2 separate regions of the Pan troglodytes genome follow, and region 1 is linked to region 2. Evidence: chromatin contacts called from public Hi-C data. All regions are on one chromosome and are shown on one strand. The core of a region is the stretch at or near the end of the contact, and the rest is flanking DNA. Distances in the headings are between cores, read along the strand shown. Region 1 overlaps AKNAD1 (AKNA domain containing 1). Region 2 holds the start of GPSM2 (G protein signaling modulator 2).

What was found. Hi-C and Micro-C count contacts between places; a contact is called where the count stands out from the background.
Region 1: a Hi-C map of stem cell-derived neural progenitor cells shows a contact between it and region 2, with 2.2 times the contacts expected there. The contact joins the enhancer-like site here to the promoter of GPSM2 in region 2. A contact is called at or near these places in 2 of 7 Hi-C or Micro-C datasets (a lymphoblastoid cell line and stem cell-derived neural progenitor cells).

The regions. Positions count from the first base shown.
Region 1 is chr1:122,654,743-122,661,455 of NHGRI_mPanTro3-v2.0_pri, reverse strand. It overlaps AKNAD1 (AKNA domain containing 1), which reads right to left. Exons shown (of 16, transcript XM_016923697.4): 8 at 5,864-5,991; 9 at 5,378-5,459; 10 at 1,478-1,569. Among named protein-coding and RNA genes, the nearest start is that of AKNAD1, 25 kb to the right of the region's middle. Within about 2 kb of position 1,580, at least 5 of the 24 cell types and tissues checked have an H3K27ac peak or open chromatin away from gene starts, as enhancers often do. A contact at or near this core is called in stem cell-derived neural progenitor cells, where this site is marked.
Region 2 is chr1:122,610,856-122,618,636 of NHGRI_mPanTro3-v2.0_pri, reverse strand. It overlaps GPSM2 (G protein signaling modulator 2), which reads left to right and starts at 4,992. Exons shown (of 17, transcript XM_009426928.5): 1 at 4,992-5,315; 2 at 5,612-5,655.

The sequences.
Region 1 (6,713 bases), core at 331-2,830, 46 kb before region 2:
CCCAAGAGAGAGAGATTTAATCTTCTAACAGAAAGAATATATAGTCCTCCCTTCAATCAATAATTCCTCAGGGATTATGTAAGTTACAAGATTTTAATTCATAAGTCATGTGTATCTTCTCATCACTCCCCAGCAGTGGATTCACTGTGATATTTGATTTTACACTTGGTTGTGCTTGTCTTTCCAGCTTGTCTATCATAAAAAAGTATTATTTAGTCTGGAACATTGGTCCCTGTCTTGGTACTTAATGTACTTCTGTAGGGTCTAGACTAGGAATTTAGAAGAGAGAAATTTAGTACCTTGAGTGCTTAATAAAAATGGTTCTTAAATGTCAAAATACTTTCATTATACTTAGTAAAACCTTTAAAAATCCAAAATTAGACTTTAATTCAATAAATAAAAATAGTAGGCCTGGGATGACTCAGTGAGTAAGCTTCATGAGTGCCCCTTGGATTAAAGGGCAGCTCAAAGCTGATGACTGACAGGGTGGTTTAATGGCCCACACACAATGACACATGACCATTTTTAGCACAAGCTTCATGCAGTTTCTTTTCTCAGGGGTGGACACTCATTAGAACTCTTAAGGCAGGTGCCCATTCCCACAATGGAATGCTTTCTAACAGGAAGCCTCAGTCTTTCAGACCCTGTCATCTGCTTCTATTAGAGTCCATTACGTACATATAACAGTGGTTGCTAAACACCTGCTGCCTCCCTGACTCTTGACCTTCCAAAGGTCAATGAGCCAAGCTTTGGCCGGAGTCCACAGTGAGCTTAGAGGTAACATCTCTCGCTACCTGAAAGAAGCTTCAAATAAATGATACTGAATCGACACAGATTAATAGTTGCACCAATGGGTGTTTCAAAAACAAAGGATTTCTCCTGAGGATTTTACATGATTTACAGCTTGTTAGCTCTGGAAGATTTCGTCCTTAGGAATGGGAGGAAATCAGCCCGAGAAGAGGGATGAGGCTTGTTCCTGGGACTGGGGGGCTCAGGTGAAACCCAACAGAGAAGACTTTTGCTCATCATAAGGAGAGAGTAGGGATGGTGGGAGCTGTTTGTTATACAGGATAAGAATCCCCCATGTGGGCAATGTTCAAAAGCCTACAGGACCACCCTCCGTGGGCTGTAACCATGATTCTTAACCAAGGGGGCTTATCGGAATCACCTGGGGAGATTTAAAAGCAATATTCCTACCAGAGCCCCACCGCTGGCGATGCTGAGACAGTAGGTGGGATGGAGGCATGTGCATGATTGTAAAATCTCCCATGGTGATTTTGATGTTCTCCCCAGTTGAGGACCACTGCTAGAGGATCTGTAGGGTGCGAGGGAGGCTGGGCTCTGTGCCCAGGCCTGAGATCTGTGACTCTATAACTCAGCCAGTGGCCTCAGTTAGTTGCCGCCCACTCTCCCTGGAGTTACTATGCCAGGACTGACTCCAATCCACCCTGGGAATGTAGCCGCAAGAAGCCCTCACCATTCAAGGAGCCTGCGACAGAAGGCACAGCTCGGACTGGGTGCCGTCGTCTCTGCACAATCCTGCCTTCTTGGAGTGCCCTTGGGGTCTTCCTGCGCCACAAAGCACACAGATGGAGATGTGATAGAGGATGTGACTCACGCCGCAGCTGCACGCGCACAGCCCAGCAAGCAGCTGAGGTCCGGCTGAACTTGCCACCTCAGGCGGAGAGACTCGCCAAACCTCTCCTCCAGTTGGGGAAAGGGAGGCGCAGGGGGACAGGAGGAAAAGAAGAAAGAGCCCATCCTTAGTTCTGATGTGTCACTCAGTCAGGGCTGCGCCTCTAATGGCCTGGGCTGAAGAATGGAAGTTTCCTCCCTGGCTTGCTTCCTTCCTCCTCTAAACAGATTTTAAAATCTGGTGTACAGATGACAGAATACTTTCCCCTTTTTATTTTTCCCTTAGTTTCAAATTACTCCAAGCTTCGCCAGAGAATGAACAGATTTAGGAACATAATTTTTAGATCTATTAATCTGACCGCTGGCTAGTAGAGCTCTAAAAGCCTTTCTAAATAAATATATTCAACTATGAATTAAAACAGGGTTTAGGGACTGTCTGGGGGCCTAAATGATTGGTTATATGTCCCTCTTTAACACAAAACAATTACTCCACTGACCTGTGAGGGCTGTTACCACCCACTGTGTATTTTTGACTAAGGTCTTACCCTTTATGTAAGTAAAAAATAAATATACTTTTCCCATCATTATAAACAATGGCAGAAGCATCATTGTACACATAGCTTTTTCCACATCTTGGATTACTTCCTGAGGAAATGTCTGGGCCAAAGGTTGCGAACATGTTTGTGTGATGACCCATATTGCCAAATTGCTTTCCACAAAAGTTGTACAGATTTCACAGCCACCAACAATGTGGATGGCTCAGTTTGACCACACCTTCCTCTGCATCAGGAATTATCACTTGAAAATGTTTCTGTTAATTGAAGGGAGGGGTGTGTCACCTTTTGTGTTAATTTGCATTTCCTCTGTGACTAAAGGAAATAAGTCTGTTCCTATATGCTTATTTATTGGTTGTATTTCCTACCTGTGACTTTTTTTTTTTTTTTGAGACGGAGTCTCACTCTGTTGCCCAGGCTGGAGTGCAGTGGCCTAATCTCAGCTGACTGCAACCTCCGCCTCCCGGGTTCAAGCAATTCTTCTGGCTCAGCCTCCCAAGTAGCTGGGATTACAGGTGCCCACCACTACCCCCAGCTAATTTTTTGTATTTTTAGTGGAGACAGTTTCACCATGTTGGCCAGGCTGGTCTCGAGCTCCTGACCTCATGATTCGCCCACCTCGGCCTCCCAAAGTACTGGGATTACTTTAATTGTGAGTAATTGTGTGAGCCACTGCGCCCAGCCTTACTTGTGACTTTTTAGCTCATGTCCTTTGTCCATTAATTTTCTTGGAGGGTTTCAGTGTTTTCCTGTTACCATTTGTTAGTTGTTCATGATGTGCCAGGTGCTTCCCTTATAGTCTCCTTAATACTTCCAACCATCCTGGCACGTTGTCTCCATTTTAATGGTGAGTAATCTGAGGCCTGGCGGATTTAAGCAATTTGGCAAGGTTGCATCATGAGTAAGTGGGAAAGCTGGGATTTTAACTTTTGCCTATCTGATTGGTATGCTGTGTTCTTTTTTTTTTTTTTGAGATGGAGTTTCTCTGTGTTGCCCAGTCTGGAGTGCAGTGGCGCAATCTTGGCTCACTGCAACCTCCACCTCCCTCCCAATTTCAAGTGATTCTCCCACCTCAGCCTCCCTTCCAAGTAGCTGGGACTACAGGAACACACCACCACACCCAGCTAATTTTGGTATGTCTTAGTAGAAACAGAGTTTCACCATGTTGGTCAGGCTGGTCTCGAACTCCTGACCTCAAGTGATCCACCCACCTTGGCCTACCAAAGTGCTGGGATTACAGGCGTGAGCCACTGCACCCGGCCAGTATGCTTGTGTTCTTAACCACAGTTCTGCTCCTTGGGGAATTTGTCACAGCATTTGATATAATGAAGTTCTCAACAATGAACATTATTTGCTCTTAATATTTTCTCAGTTGTCTATCTACATTTTTTTAATTGATGGTGGTTTCAGTTTTGTAAACAACTTAAAATATCAATATTGTCAAGGAGGAGGTGCGAGTGGCCAAGAAACATATGAAAATAGATTGAGTTTCAAAAATAGCAAGATTAAAATAATGAGATATCAGTTTTCACTTATGCATTTGGCAAAAGTTGGAAAAAGAAAAAAATGTCTGGGGTAGGCTCAAACTGGGGACACCAACATTCCCACGCACTGCCCTAAGCCTATAAACCCCCATGGACTTCCTAAAGGCCAGATTATCAGAATTTTCAGCATGTACCATTTGAACCATTAACTGCAATCCTAGGGTTTTATTCTAAGGAAATGATCAACTACAAAAGTTTGCATGTCAAATGATGTTACCTGAAGCAGTGTTTATGATATCAAAGAACTGGAAAAAACTAAATCTCCATCAATAAGAGATTGTCTAAATGTGTCAGAGTACATTAGTATAATGAAATATAGTGCAGTCATCAAAAATGAAGCGATAGGTTTATTCTAAGTGATGTGGAGAGCTGCTCAAAATATAACATTAAATGAAAAGCATAAAACAATATATATAGTAAAATCCTATTTTGGCCAAAATGTATATATAGGAGAAAAAAAGACTGGAAGGATATACACTAAAATATTAGCAATGGGCCAGGCGCAGTGGCTCATGCCTGTAATCCCAGCACTTTGGGAGGCTGAGGTGGGTGGATCACCTGAGGTCGGGAGTTCTAGACCAGTGTGGGCAACGTGGTGAAACCTCCTCTCTACTAAAAATACAAAAATTAGCTGCATGTGGTGGCACATGCCTGTAATCCCAGCTACTCAGGAGGCTGAGGCAGGAGAATCACTTGAACCCAGGAGGCAGAGGTTGCAGTGAGCCGGGATCGCACCATTGCACTCCAGCCTGGACAACAAAGCGAGACTGTCTCAAAAAAAAAAAATTAGATTGATTTTCCTCTCAGTGGAAGTTTCTTCTTTATACTTTTCTTTATTTTCTCATTTCTCTTGTAATAAGCATGTATCAGTTTTATAATTTAAAAAAATAAGGGTTTTTTCATCCATTTTTCCCGTGTTTTTTTTTTAATTTTTATATTTTATCATTGCTGAGCTTACAGGGTTACTCCTCCACTGACATTTAAGGCAGATTTACATAAGCAGAATGCAGGGAGGTGCCCCTCCACCTGAGTTGGAGACCCGGGCTTTAATATCACCTATCATTTACCCTGAACACATATCACCTTTCTAAACTACTCTTCCTCTGCAAAAAGTCTTTGCAAACTGTAAAGCTCTGAGCCAACATAATTATTATATCATTGTTTACTGCTTATTATAATATTATAATATAATATCATTTAAGACCCCGGGGTTGTTAATCCCAGCATTTCCAATTCATTCGAAATGAAATAATCTCTAGACCCTCAGAATTTAAAATGTGGTCCGCAGACCAGAACCAGCAGTTTTGGCATCACCTGGGGCTTGTTAGCAATGCAGAATTGCAGGCTCGCCCCAAACTTACTGATTCAGAGCCTGCATTTTAACAAGATCTGCAGGTGATTCATAGGCTCGGAGAAGTTGGAGAAGCTCCGGTCTAGGTACGCCTGCCAAGATTCTCAGGAGTGCAGAAAGTGGGAAACCGTCAGCAGTACCAGCCATCACCAGCACTGACACCCAGGATGCCATTAGGAAGAGGTAAGTGATCTTGATTATGCCAATTTCACAGTCACATTCAGCAACACTGGTTTTAGTTAAAGAGCCAACAATGAGAAGAACCCAGCCAGGCCCCGGCTGCAGGACATAACCCCAGAGTTAGAAGACAGCCTCATGGCCACTTGGTCTGGCTTGTTCTGGGCAGCTGCATCTCCATAATGACCGTTTAGGTAACTAATTTAAAAAAAAAAAAAAAAAGCAGTTTGAATGTTAGAATCAGTTCTTGAGCTACCTGGGAGCTCCACTATTTGGAATCATTTGGCATCACCCCTGGGATGGTGGGAGCGAGCAACCTAAGGCAGAGAGTGCTGTGGGCCTCATGCGGCCGCTTGACCTTCACCTCTCCCCGCGTCCCCCAGCCCCAGCTGTCCCGTCCCTCAGATCTCTGCCCAGAGGGTTGCAGAGGCTGGCCAGGCCCTGCTGGTGGGGCAGGTGAGGAGCCAGGCTACCAGGCTTTGTAACTTGTGGTCCAAGACTGCTTTTCCTGTGGGAGCCTCGTGGGCCCCCCTGGAGGCTGCATGAGGAAGGGGCCTCTTTCTGTGTCCTATGTCTGCTGGGGCTCCAGGGCTAGGACTCACGTCTGCGGGGCCAGCTCACAGAGCTCCTCGTTGGGGGCCTCCTGCGGCCCTCCTTGGGGTGTCCCTGTTACCTCACTCCCACCTGAGCCTCGAGGCCCAGAAGGGTGGCCGGGGTGCTCCTTGGGAATCTGGGGGAGCCACACAGAAAGACTTGAATTAGAGCCACAGTCCCACTGGAGGTGACTCAAAATCAGTTCAGCATCCCTACAGCACCCCTAAGGCACCATAACATCCTGCCTGTCGTCCCCACCCCTGTCTCCCCCAGCTCTTTACCTAGCTGTCTTCTCATCCTCCAAGACTCAGTCCAAATCTCACCTTCTCTGAAAAACCTTCTCCCTTAGTAATTCAAACCTTCTGCATTTAGTTACTTTTGGTCATATCCCATTACTTAATAGTCATGATAGCTAACACCCAGGAGTAATGTACTCACTGTGAGCCAGGCCCTATTTTCAGTACGTTACTTATATTAACTCATTTAAACATCATAACAGCCCTGTGAGGCAAGTATTATTATCTGCATTTTACAGAAGAGAGAACTGAGGCACAGAGAGGTTGCATAACTTTCCTAAGATCACAAAACTAATAAGTGACAGAGCCAGTATGTGAAACCAGGTAGTCTGGCTTCAGAGTCACGCAGAATGTATTATTATTTTCTGCACTGTGCTTTTTAACATTTCATAATTATATGTTAATTTTTTTTTTTTTTTGAGATGGAGTCTTGCCCTGTCACCCAGACTGGAGTGCAATGGCGCAATCTCGGCTCACTGCAACCTCTGCCTCCTGGGTTCAAGCGATTCTCCTGCCTCAGCCTCCCAAGTAGCTGGGATTACTGGCGCCCGCCACCACGCCC
Region 2 (7,781 bases), core at 3,743-6,242:
GCTATTATTATTTACTGATTTACTCTAGATTTCACATGAGAGATTAGGCATGTTAGTAGGCTGTTTCCCTGCATTTTGAAGTCTCCTTCCCATTCTCTTTTTCTTAGCTATTCCTTTGGAAAGCTCTTACTCACTCACCTACTCCACACCCTCATTTTTTCCTTCTTTTATTCTATTTTTATTTCATATATATACATACACCTATATATGTGTATATATGTACATACATATATAGATACATATGTATGTGTGTATATATATGTACACACATATACATATGTACACACATTTTTTTTTTTTTTTGAGACAAGGCCTTGCTCTGTTGCCCAGGCTGGAGTGCAGTGGCGCAAGCACAGCTCACTGCAGCATTGACCTCCTGGGCTCAAGTGATCCTCCCACCTCAGCCTCCCAAGCAGCTGGGACCACAGGTACATGACACCACACCAGGCTAATTTTTATTTTTTTGTAAAAACAGGGTATCACTATGTTGCCCAGGCTGGTCTCCAACTCCTGGGCTCATGCGATCCTCCCACCTCAGCCTCCTGAAGTGCTGGGATCAAAGGCATCAGCCACCGCACCGGATCTCCTTTTATTCTAAAAGGTGGAGTTATCAAGTCCACATTCTTGCTGAGGAAACTACACAACCAATCTTCTTTCTTTTAGTCAAGGGAGCACTGTTACTCTGATAGATTTTATTGGGGGAGGGAAGCAACAAATGTTATTTACTTGGTTATTCAAGTTTGCCTTGATTCAGTGTGGTCGTTTATAATTCAGGGAAGTCTAGCCACCCTGGTTTCATCTTAAAGCAAAGTTTGGCCTATCCTAACAACCCCACATGTTGTGAGGTTATGTACATTATCAGTGCTCTCCCCCTACTCCAACACACTGGAAAATGGTCAAGGAAGCCTGTCAGCAGTGTGATCACCAGGGGATTTCATCTAGTACTGTGGAAGTGATGTGGTAAAAACTTCATTGCTGTGTTCCCAGCATCCAGCAAAGTGCCTGGCATAAAATAGGCATTTAAACATAAATGTTATGGAACAGATCACAGTATGTTTTTAAACAGATCCCTTCCTCTCTCTCTCTCTCTCTCTCTTTCTCTCTCTCTGATCCAGGATCCCCAGCAAGACTAATGTGCCTTTTTGTTTTTCATGACATTGACATTTATAAAGAGTCTGGGCTAGTTGCAGAATGTCTCAAATTCTGGATTTGTTCCAGAGTGCTTTTTTAAAAATATAAATCAGGACCAGGCGTGGTGGCTGACACCTGTAATCCCAGAACTTTGGGAGGCCGAGGCAGGCGGATCACCTGATGTCAGGAGTTCAAGACCACCCTGACCAACATGGTGAAACCCTGTCTACTAAAAATACAAAATTAGCTGAGTATGGTGGCACATGCCTGTAGTCCCAGCTAATCGGGTGGCTGAGGCAGGAGAATTGCTTGAACCCTGGAGGTAGAGATTGCAGTGAGCTGAGATTGCACCATTGCACTCCAGCCTGGGCAACAAGAGCAAAACTCCATCTCAAAAAAAAAAAAAAAAAGATATATATATATATATATATAAATCAGATGAAGTTATTCCCATATTTAAAACCTTCCACAGGATTCCTATAATATTTAGAAAATAAAGTCCAAACTCACTACCCTGGCTTACAAAGGCCTACATTGCCTTTTGTATGTTTTCTTCTTTCTCACTGCAGCCACAGTGGCCTTCCTCCAGTTTCTCAAGTCCACAAAGCTCTCAAATCCTGCAAAATCCTCGCAGGACTTTGCACTGGCTGTTGCCTTTTCCTAATGTGCTTTTCCCTGAAGTTTGCTTGAAGGCTGGCTCCTTCTCATAATTCAAATCCCAGTTTGAATGCTGTTTTCTCAGAGAGGACTTCCTTATCTTAGCCCCCAATGTGAAGTAAAGTAGTCACTTACTCACTCTCACATCACCCTTCTTGTAACTCTCTGCATGGTACCTATCATAACCTGATATTTTTCTTTTTCTTTTTTCTTTCTTGAAGCAGGGTCTGGCTCTGTCACCCAGGCTAGAGTGCAGTGGCTGGATCATAGCTCCCTGGAGCCTTGAACTCTTGGGCCTCAGCCTCAGCCTCCCGAGTAGCTGAGACTACAGGTGTGTGCCATCACACCAGGCTAATAAAAAAAAATTATTTTTGTAGAGATAGGGTCTCACTATGTTGCCCAGGCTGGTGTCAAACTCCTGGCCTCAAGCAGCCGTCCCACCTTAGCTTCCCAAAGTGCTGCAATTACAGGTGTGAGCACACCCAGTCCTGATATTTCTTGTTGTTTATTTTTGTTGAGCTCCAAGAGATCAGGGGCTGTGTTCTGTTGTGCTCACTACTATATTCCCTGTACCTAGAACAGCTCCTGACACACAGCAGAAGTTTAATACATACTTGCTGAATACTGTAATGAATAAGCTGAGAGCTGAGGATGAAAAGAAGCCAACCATTTAAAGAGCTTGGGGAAAACCTAGGCAGGGAGGAGGTACTGAGAGAACCTTGAGGCTTAGTCCATTCTAGGGCATGAAGAATGCCCTGTGTACTTGGAGGAAAGTGAGGCAGCAGGAGGAAAAAATAGGAGAGAAGAGAGAAATTGGCAGGGGCAAGATGGCTTAAGGCCTTTTCCCCCACAGGAAGTTTGGATTTTATTTTAAATTAAATGGGAAATCACTAAAGGTTTACAAGTACAAGAGTGACATAATCTGACTTATGCCATTTAAAAGATATTTTTCAATTTGAGTGATTAGGAAGATGGAAGTAACTAATATCAGAGATAGAAATCACATGTGTAAGAGAAGATTTGCAGGGGGTAAATAATTCTGGACATGTTGAATGTAATGTTGTACTTCTGGCTGGGTGAGGGGGCTCATGCCTATAATCTCAGCACTTTGGGAGGCCGAGGCAGGAGGATCCTTTGAGCCCAGGAGTTCAAGACCAGCCTGGGCAACATAGTGAGACCTTTTCTCTACTGAAAAAATAAAAATAGCCAGACATAGTGTCAAGCTCCTGTGGTCCCAGCTACTGGGGTGTAGGGGAGGGGTGAGATCGGAGGATCACTTGGCCCTGGGAGGTTGAGGCTGCTGTGCAGTGATCTCCAGCCTGGGTGACAGAGGGAGGTCCTGTCTCTCTCTCTCTATATATATAAAATTTCCTTTGTGGCTTTCACAGTATCCATACTTTAAAAGAATTTATAATTAAGAAGGAATTAATACCTACCTCTGAAACAGTACAGCCAACCAATTCCATTGTTATTTACAAGAACCTGATATTAAAGATGGTTGTTGATAATAACGATAATAGGTATCAAGTATGGAGCAGTTTCTATGTGTCAGGCCCTATGTCAACCACTTAACAACCTTACCTCACAGAAGCATCATAGCAACCCTTATTAGAAGAGGCTTTATTATGTTTTACAGTTGGGGAAACTAAGACTAAAGAAGATAACTCATTCAAGGTCAATCAGCAAGTAAGTAGCAGAATTGGAACTCAAATCCAGGTCTAGTTTGATGATAAAGCTGTTCCTTTAAGCAATTTGCCATAACATGCACCTAATGGGAAATGTTGCTTGGATCACTGGTTATGGCCATCATTCACGGAGATACTGAACCCGGAGTTTTCTTTAACATAGCCTTTACCCTGTAGAAACATTTAAACTTCATTTCAGAAGAGAAATATCTATTTGAAAAATAATCTAAGTAAATTCATCAGATGCTTTACCCCAGAGAGACTCTGGTCTTGGTATTTTGGTTTTTGTTGTTGTTTGAGACGGAGTCTCGCTCTGTCGCCGAGGCTGGAGTGCAGTGGCGCGATCTCGGCTCACTGCAACCTCCGCCTCCTGGGTTCAAGCAATTCTCCTGCCTCAGCCTCCCGAATAGCTGGGATTGCAGGCGCCCACCACCAGGCACGGCTAATTTTTGTATTTTTAGTAGAGACGGGGTTTCACCATTTTGACCAGGCTGGTCTCCAACTCAGGTGATCCCCCCGCCTCGGCCTCCCAAAGTTGCTGGTATTACAGATGTGAATCACCGCGCCCGGCCGGTATTTTGTGAAGAACAAACTATAAGGTGACTACTATTTTGGGGTCACCTTGACATGGAGGAGAGGTGAATGGAAATAAAACTTATCCTTCCCAGTGTCTTTAGAATGTAGGCGCTGAGACTGAGTGAAACTGAGTAAAACTGCCACCCAATTTTCCTGGGAACCAGCGATTCTGTAGTCAACAGAAGTTTGCTTTTCCAACAGCTGGAAACGCCAGGGTTGGGCACAGCCTCAAGAACTGAGGCTGCCTTGTTCAAGTTTTCACACGGTCCCTCTGTTCCTTCCACAGAGGCCTCTTTTTCTTCTATATCCCGCATCTGCCGCTTGGGACACTCATTCTGTAGCGCAGCACCAAGTCTTCCAAAAAGGCGGCGCTGGTTTTGCGCTCCTTTTTTAAAGGGATCTAGGCCAGCCTCTATCTGAACTCTGTACGATGTTTTTTGTTTGTTTGTTTTGTTTTTGAGATGGAATTTCGCTCTTGTTGCCCAGGCTGGAGTGCAATGGTGCGATCTCCACTCACGGCAACCTCCGCCTCCCGGATTCAAGCGATTCTCCTGCCTCAGCCTCCTGAGTAGCTGGGATTAAAGGCATGCGCCACCACTCCCGGCTAATTTTGTATTTTTAGTAGAGACGGGGTTTCTCCATGTTGGTCAGGCTGGTCTCGAACTCCCGACCTCAGGTGATCCGCCCGCCTCGGCCTCCCAAAGTGCTGGGATTATAGCCGTCAGCCACTGCGCCCGGCCAACTCTAGACAATATTTATTGCTCTACTTTTTAGTGTCTGAAGAAGAAAGAAGAGGACAGGAAAGAAACTTCAGTCTGAGGGTTGAGGACACGTCCCGGAGCACAGGAGGACCAAGCTCCCAAGCCCCCTGTCACCTTGACACGCAGACGGTTCGCCAGGACTGCGAAGAGGGGGGCAACCAGCGCCCCGCCCCGCCCCGCTGCGCCGCCCGCCATTGGCCGGTCCGAAAGACGCGGGGCGTTGTCGGTTTGAATGAGAGCGCCTGGAGCCGGGGCGCAGGCGCAGAGGAGGGCGGCGTTGAGACCGGCGGAGCGGCGGGACCCCTAGGTGGCGGAGGGACGCTCCGGGAAAGCGAGGGGCTCTACGAGCTCTGGTCCACGTGACCTGCCGGGGGCGGGAGCAGGGGGCGCGCCGGCCTCCTGCGGTGCCCCTGCCTTGGGGAGGGGCCGTGACCACCCGCCTGTCGCCCGAGGCGGCCGCCGCTGCACCTTCACCGCGTACCCGGGACCCGCCCGCCCGCGGGAGGTGAGCGCTTCCGCGACGCGGGGTCTGAGGCGTTTGAGGGGCTCTCGGAGGGAGGTGACAGGGAGGGGTGCATGCGTGTGGGGCTTCTGTGTCCAGAGGTCTGGGGGTGACGTCCTTTGTTTTGGGCAGGAGGCGGGCTGGGGGCTTGCGGGACCTGTGGGCGCTGCGGGGACGCGGCGTCGATGCTCAAGAAACCAGAAACTCGGCTTGAGGAGTTGCTGCTTTTTTGTCGGAAAGTCTTAAAATGAGAGTAAAGCGTTAAGAGCCTCACTCCTGAGTCTTTTTTTTTTTTTAAGATAAAAACTATACTAGAGTCCAGCGACTTCTTACCACTCTGAATGTAAGTAACAAATTGTGAATTAAAGCCCGAATCCCCGTGGAATTCATTCCGAGGCTGATTGCAATCACTTGGAGTCGGGCGCGTCCTACCTAAACCAGGCAGTTTATGGCAAATACCTGCCTTGACCGTGCATAAATTAGTGAACTTTTGGGCACCAACTGGTCGATTTACCATAGAAATTGGTAGTTGCTGCAAAAAGAGTAAGTAAACATAAAACGTTAAGAAAACTCTTTCCTGAAATCTATAGAATACCTTCGAATAAAAAAAAATCTGTAATTTCCTTGTTTTAATAGTAACCAATTAGAGCATTTGAACTAGTAGCATTTGAACTCTGTTAAAGAAAACGAGTAAGGATGGAAATTTTATTGGCCTTAATGCATAATTTAACCACACCGTAGAATTAAACGAAGTAGGTTCTTGGCTTTCCTTTCTATCGGGTTTGCATTGGAGCGTTCGTGGGGTGTGTTGGAAGTCAGCAGGACCAACCGAGCTGAGTTTTCAAGCTGCCACTTTAGAAGGGTGTACCGAAGATTTCTGGCCTGATAATAGCCGGTGTGATTGCTTCTGATAAATACCACTTTTGATTGGGTTCTCACTATTCAGGAGCAGCTTTAGTTGATTGTTTAGAAGTGAATAAACAACATTAAAAAGGGTAGATCACTGTTGGTTGACATGGTGTGTGTAAGGAGAGGGGGGCCTCAGGGATTAGGGGTGGTCTCACACCTACTTCTCTTTACAACTACCACGGAGTCGTTTTCGCAAGCTATTTCCCAGGCTATTACTTATAATTTAAGTATTGGAGCGGTTTCAAAGTAAAAAGTTGTGTGATGTTGTTGTAGAGGCATGTCTCCAAAATCCTCTCTGGCCAGATAAGCAGTTTAGTTGTATTTTCTTACATTCTTAAATCAGATATTCGGTGTTACAAACATATTTTAATATAGATCTGAGACTTGCTTACTAGACTAATTAAAACAGTGTTAAGATATAGTAGTTTTAAAAATGACCTTTTCATAAACATAAAATATTTCTAAGATCTATCTTTAGAAATTTGTAATTCGTTCTCTGGAATTTTAAAATGGAAAATCTGACATAGATTTAGGTTATTCTAAATTTATTTGAATATATATTAAATATGTCTATTTTATAATAACAGTTACTGTTATTACTACAGCACTATGTTGAGTACTTTTGTTACGTATCAGAGCCAGGTGCTGGGTCAGGTGCTTTATAAATCATGTCTGTAATTATCACAGCACATTTTAGGTAAGTGTCATTATGCCCACACCAACTGAGAGTTTAGCGTAAGATCATATAACTAATAAGTCACTGTGCCGAGATTCAAATCATGGCCTGATCCCAAAGCACATGCTGTATTGCTTCTGTGTGTCTGTTTAAATCTCTGCTGTGTCTCTGGATTCCATTTGTAGGGACAAGTTCTACTTTAAAGATGCCTTTAGGTGCTGTGTTTTGTTGTAGCTTTGCAGAAATATTTCAGTCTTTCTGTTGGAACTATCTTGCTTCATTATTTTATAAATCATCTTATAAATCACATTATATTTTCAATATCTTCTTAATCATCTTTATACAAAACATAAGTGAAGAGTAAGACTTTTCTGAGTTTCTTACATAAATATGAATAGAATCTTTACTGTGGAGAAGAAATGTATTACAGTCCGGTTTTCTCACTATTATAGGATTCTTTGGCCTCGTCATAATTCCTGTCTTCTTCCCAGACAAGAAATAAAAGTTTGTTGGGCCTCTCTTATGTGCAAAGCAATGTCGTTGGTGTTGTGAGATGACAAGAAAATGCTTCCTATTCAGTAGTTGTTTCTGGAGTTTTTGTAGTATTTTTCTTTCCTCCCCATTCCTGCCTTATATGTTGCTGCTGGTTTATCTTCCTAGCAGAGATCCAACTTGGCTATTCCTTTGTGGGGAAAAAATACCAGCAAGGTTCCCCATTGTGTAAATAAAAGGCTGAGGCCGGGTACGGTGGCTCACACCTGTAATCCCAGCACTTTGGGAGGCCGAGGTGGGCGGATCACGAGGTCAGGAGTTCAACACCAGCCTGACCAACGTGGTGAAACCCCGTCTGTACTAAAAATACAATAGTTAGCCCAGTGTGGTGG